Linked DNA regions of Arabidopsis thaliana: region 2 is linked to region 1. The links are chromatin contacts, called in public ChIA-PET maps. All regions are on one chromosome and are shown on one strand. Each heading gives the region's core, a stretch centred on a gene start, on an enhancer-like site or on the middle of the called end of the contact. The rest is flanking DNA. Distances are from core to core; before and after follow the strand shown.

What was found. ChIA-PET counts read pairs in DNA pulled down with a chosen protein or histone mark.
Region 2: a contact with region 1 is called in an H3K4me3 ChIA-PET map of shoot, with 12 read pairs. The contact joins the promoter of AT5G35320 here to the promoter of EGY1 in region 1. A contact is called at or near these places in 12 of 26 Hi-C or Micro-C datasets (callus, cotyledon, leaf and 4 more), 2 of 2 datasets of contacts at active chromatin or transcription factors (seedling and shoot) and 1 of 3 other capture datasets (seedling).

The regions. Positions count from the first base shown.
Region 1 is chr5:13,486,243-13,488,942 of TAIR10.1, reverse strand. EGY1 (Peptidase M50 family protein) reads left to right here and starts at 1,349. Exons shown (of 10, transcript NM_122913.4): 1 at 1,349-1,732; 2 at 1,963-2,418; 3 at 2,507-2,647. The coding sequence starts at 1,397.
Region 2 is chr5:13,520,451-13,523,150 of TAIR10.1, reverse strand. AT5G35320 (DBH-like monooxygenase) reads right to left here and starts at 1,405. Exons shown (of 3, transcript NM_122923.3): 1 at 1,151-1,405; 2 at 871-1,060; 3 at 1-386. The coding sequence starts at 1,258. The coding sequence ends at 7. It also overlaps the pseudogene AT5G35310.

The sequences.
Region 1 (2,700 bases), core at 100-2,599:
TCACTTAGTAAAGTTTATTTTTTACTTTTTAGACAAAATTTTGTTTAAAAATATTTAAGATAATAATTATTCTTAAAATTATTAAATACATCAAATTTTAATTTATGATTTTTTTTTCTGTTTTAAGTTAAAAACGTTTTTCAGTTATTCTTAAATTTTAATGAGACTATTTTAGTAATTTTGTATATTAAAAATTAATTGTTTAAAAAGAAAAAAAAGAGAAGGTATTTTTCAAATGAAAACTCAAAAATAGGGCATTTTTCCAAATTTACTCTTTAATAAATCTGAAATTAATAAATAAATAGAATTAATTAATAAAACAAGTCCCGGCTAATTGAAAACAAAACTAAATTCCGGTTAAGAATTAAAGAAAGCTAAATATAATTAAACCAAACAAGTCCCGGCTTATTGAAAACAAAGAACCAAACATGTTTTTTAGGCATCATCAAAATCACTATTTAGGATCGTAACCGAACCGTTTCTAAACCGTAACTGTAAAATAGATTAGTAGGATTAAAAAGATATACTTACTGTAACTTTTAATTAACAGTAACAGTTTCAAACCGTATAGTTAAAACCTTTAAAATATAGTTGTATTTGTGTATATACAAAGATAAATATCGAATATTCCGATTTTTTTATTTATAATAAAAGTAAACCATACCACATATGAAGAAATCTATGCTAGAAAAAGATAGTTTTTTTTCCAAAGAAATATGTAGTAATGCTACATTGCTAAAAATCAAGATATTTTTGCCTACAATATACTTTTTCATCTTATTAAAGTACTGGATACTTGAACAATTTCTCAAAGTGAGATTTTAACCTCAAATAAATTGTATGAAACCGGTAAAGATAACTCGATGTAGACCTCAAATACTGGATACTTGAACAAATTACTTTTTCATCAAATAAATGGAGATTTTGCCTACAATATACTTTTTCATCTTATACCCTAACCGGTATGGTCTGTGCACGAATCTTTACGTACAGCTCTTAAAAGAAAGTCCAAAACCAACATGACAGTCTGATCATACATAAAACATTCCCTTTATGACTTAACCACTTGACCATCCATCCTCGCTTGGCTAAGTTTCTTGATTATTTCACTTAGTCATGACTCATGACTTATCCTTCGTCATTCAACCGATTCGAACTAAATCACTTAACCATTTATTTGAGGTGATTGATGATTCAATAGACCGGTATCGATATCGTGGAATATATGTGTCAATTGTATGAAACCGGTAAAGATAAACCGATATTTGAAGCCAAAGATAGTAAACCGAAATCAAAATGGCCAATGAAACCGGTACAAAACCGGTAGAAGATAATCCAATCTTTAAAGCGCTCCCACATAAACGTTTCCCTTATCTCTCTCTCTCTCTCCACTCCAATGGGGACTCTCACCAGCGTCGCTTTTGCCGCTGCCGTTAACATTAGATTCCGATCATTTCACCGGGAAAACATTAAGACAACAATTACAACTCTGCCCAAATGGCAAAAGAGACTCTGTTTCTCTTCTACAGAGGATTCTCATAGATTTAGGATTGCAAAGTGTTTAGGCAATGACGAAAACAGTAACAGAGACGACAGTATCGGAGAAAACGGAGAAACCCACAAGTCTTCGGTTGTTAAAACGGCAACGTTTGAAGAAGAAGATGAAGAGACAAGTAAGAGTAGCTCTACTACTAGCAGCAGCAACGAGTTCGGTTCCGACAAGACTTCAATGGTACACACACACACAATTATCTCTGACTTATGTTCTGTTTTGTCCTGTTTGGTGGTTACCAAAATCAAAAGCAAATCTTTTTAATGGAAAATTGAAAACGTTGAGTTCAAGGAAGGGACTGTAACACATTTTATGAAATTGCTCGATTTCGTAGGTTGTATTTTGGTTATTAGTATCAATCTCTTAAACACTGTGTTACTAAGAGTACAAGTTTGTGTCTTTTTCCTCAGCCATCAACTATTGATCCAACATATAGTAGCTTCCAAATAGATTCGTTTAAGCTAATGGAGCTTCTTGGACCAGAGAAAGTAGATCCTGCAGATGTCAAGTTAATAAAGGACAAACTTTTCGGTTATTCGACATTTTGGGTGACGAAAGAAGAGCCATTTGGGGACCTTGGGGAAGGAATTCTCTTTCTTGGGAACTTGAGAGGAAAGAAAGAAGATGTTTTTGCAAAACTTCAGAGAAAACTAGTTGAAGTTGCTAGTGATAAATATAATTTATTCATGATTGAGGAGCCTAACTCAGAAGGACCTGATCCTCGCGGTGGTGCTCGTGTTAGCTTTGGTTTGCTTCGTAAAGAAGTTTCGGAGCCTGGACCAACTACACTCTGGCAGTATGTGATTGCTTTAATATTGTTTCTTTTGACTATTGGTTCCTCTGTGGAGTTAGGAATTGCTTCTCAGGTACATGTTTTTCGCTAAAGCACGAACATCATGATGTCGTTGATCTGTTATTCTTTAATGCAATAATGGAAGTTACTTGATTTAACAGATTAACCGCTTACCTCCTGAGGTGGTAAAGTATTTCACCGATCCAAATGCTGTTGAACCACCTGATATGGAGCTGCTGTATCCATTTGTAGATGCTGCATTGCCTTTAGCTTATGGTGTATTGGGAATTCTTTTGTTTCATGTAAGTAAAAACTTATGTGTCTCTATCGTAATGCTTTTCTTTTTATGATGTTG
Region 2 (2,700 bases), core at 156-2,655, 34 kb before region 1:
GCCGTATCATCGGAACCAAGTGATGGGAGTGGGAGTAGTACTGACTTGAGGAAGCTGCGGAATCATACAGTTTTGCGCTTGCTGCCACGGATGCAAGCCAAAACCATAGGTGTGCTCTTGCTCTTGCTGCTGTCCTTGCTGAGGGAAAGATAGACTGGTGCTTCCAGTATCCTCTTCTATCTCATTGGATGCATCATCCATTACCACATCCTCACCTGTCTCATCCAACTCAGTAATCTCTAGTGTCCGCGGTTGTTGGAAGGTTCCTATGGACTGTGAGTAAGTAGACTGAGACGGATTCCAGCAAACAACAGCTTGACACTTGTTTAATCTCTCATCTTCATACTGATTATCATCAGCTATCGATACATCGCGAAGAAATCTATCTGCACAAGTGTTAACATTCAGAATTTAGACACAACCGTCTGTATTTAGTCAACATTCTGGATCACAAGTTAAAGGCAAACAAACAAAACGAACCAGAACAAAATCTGACACTAAGACACAGCAAAATCCTCATAATATCTATGATAATTTCCCAGTTAACATGACAATCTGTTCAACATATAAAACTATATGAGCTCATACCATATAAACTAGATTATCTGCACTGTTTACTGAAACTTATGGAGATATCTCAAAATAAAGAAGATACTCTTAACTTATTGAGCTAAGACATTGTTGTGACATAGTAGTTTCTAAAGTTAACTTACAAGCCCTTTAACAATCATAGACTGAAACTTATCTCATTACTAAAGAAAGTTCAAAAGAATCATCACTAATACACTTCAACAACAACGTTATACCTAATCATGAACCATTGCTTCAATCACAACATGAACAAATTGATGAAAGTTGAAAGAAACTTACTCTTAAACCCAGAAATCAAGTGTCGATCAACAAATACGTTTCCAGAAGAAGGCTGATGATAATGAAGAGGCTTAAATAGAACAATTGCTCTCTCATCGTTAACCGGCTCAAGCTCGATTTCTTCCGCGACCGTATCTTGCATCGGTAAATCAATCTCTTCTTCCTCCATAATCGGTGGCAAATCCACATCCTGAATCAACATAATATAACACCAATTCATCATCATCATCATCATGAAGACGAATTCTAGGGTTTTCAGCAACTCAGAAAGAGAATTTACCAGACGACGAATCTTCCTGGCGGGAGAAGAGAGGGAAAAATCAGAGAAGTCATCGTTTACTCTGTCAATATCTTTCCTCTTCATCGACAAGCGCTCGTTCTCCTCCATTCTTCGTTTGTTCAACGGCAAGTGAAAGCTTTGAGCAGAGACAATAATAAAATTCTGGAGAAGTTAGGAGAAGCGACATGTATAGAAGAAAAATTGGTATTTCTCAGCTTCTCTAGAGGAATCCAGAAGTCTGAAAGAATAAAACTCTCTTTCATGAATTTTTCGGTTTTGTTTTTGGTATAGAGATTTCCGGTTTGGCTTATACCAACCCAACATTTCCATATTTGTTTTTCTTTTTTTTTTGGACAAATTTAATACTTTCATTAAAATTAAGCCTCAAAACTCTATATAATGTAGAGTGTTAAGGAAAGTGCATAATCTGATTCTCCTTCACACGTCAAATTCCTGTAATTGAGTTCTTCATTAATGTCTCAATATTCTCTGTAATTACTCTAGCTAAGCCTTGGGCTGTGTATATAAGTTGTAAGAATATCATTCAGTGAAATATACAAGAATCAATTCAATAACTCTTCATATGGTATCAGAGCAAAGATCTCTAAAAACCTAACTTTTTTTTTCCCCGAGTCACCATCTATTCTTCTTCTCTTGTTTCATCTATCATTCAATGGAATTCTCAGTCACTGCCAATCATGCATTTTCACGCAACAGGCAAACTCTTCATACGGAGGCGCCACTCATTCCTCCTGGCTTTTCACCACTACGACAATTTCCAACTAGGTGTCAAATTTGTGGTGTCTATGGGCATGGTGCAAAACGATGCACCCAATTACACGCTTTAAACCAGTTACCTCAACTCCATTCTGTGCCACAAGCACACGCTGCCTCACCATGGCTACTCGATAGTGGAGCGACGCACCACATCACATCTAATTTCCAACATCTCTTTCAACATCAACCCTACAATGGTCATGACGCAGTTACCATTGCTGATGGTTCAAGATTATCAATAACTCACACAGGCTCTACGACGCTGCCATCATCTGACAAACCTCTTCTTCTAAGACAAGTTCTTTGTATCATTCAGTGAAATATACAAGAATCAATTCAATAACTCTTCATATATAAGAGGAGGAAAGAAAATACAAGATAACAAAGCAATCATATATGTGAAAGTTGGTCAACTCTCTTCATATAAATGACACATCATCACACAAGAAAATGACATGTATCATTCTACATTAATTAATTAAAAAACTAGTAAAACTAATTGAGAAAAAATCAAAAGTCTTTTGTTGTGTTAAATTCTCCATTAATCTCATCCTTGAATGAATTTTCTAAAAACATTAATAAATAAAAAATCATACTAATGTATCAAGTACTACTTTCATTCTATTCTACTTATTTTATTAAAATTTTTTATCAATAGTCATTAATCCATAAAGACTAAAAATTTACTTGTATTGTATTTTACATGTTTGCTACCTAACCTCATATTAATTTAGTAATTTTAGTTAGATATTTTTTTTATTATTACGTTTTGT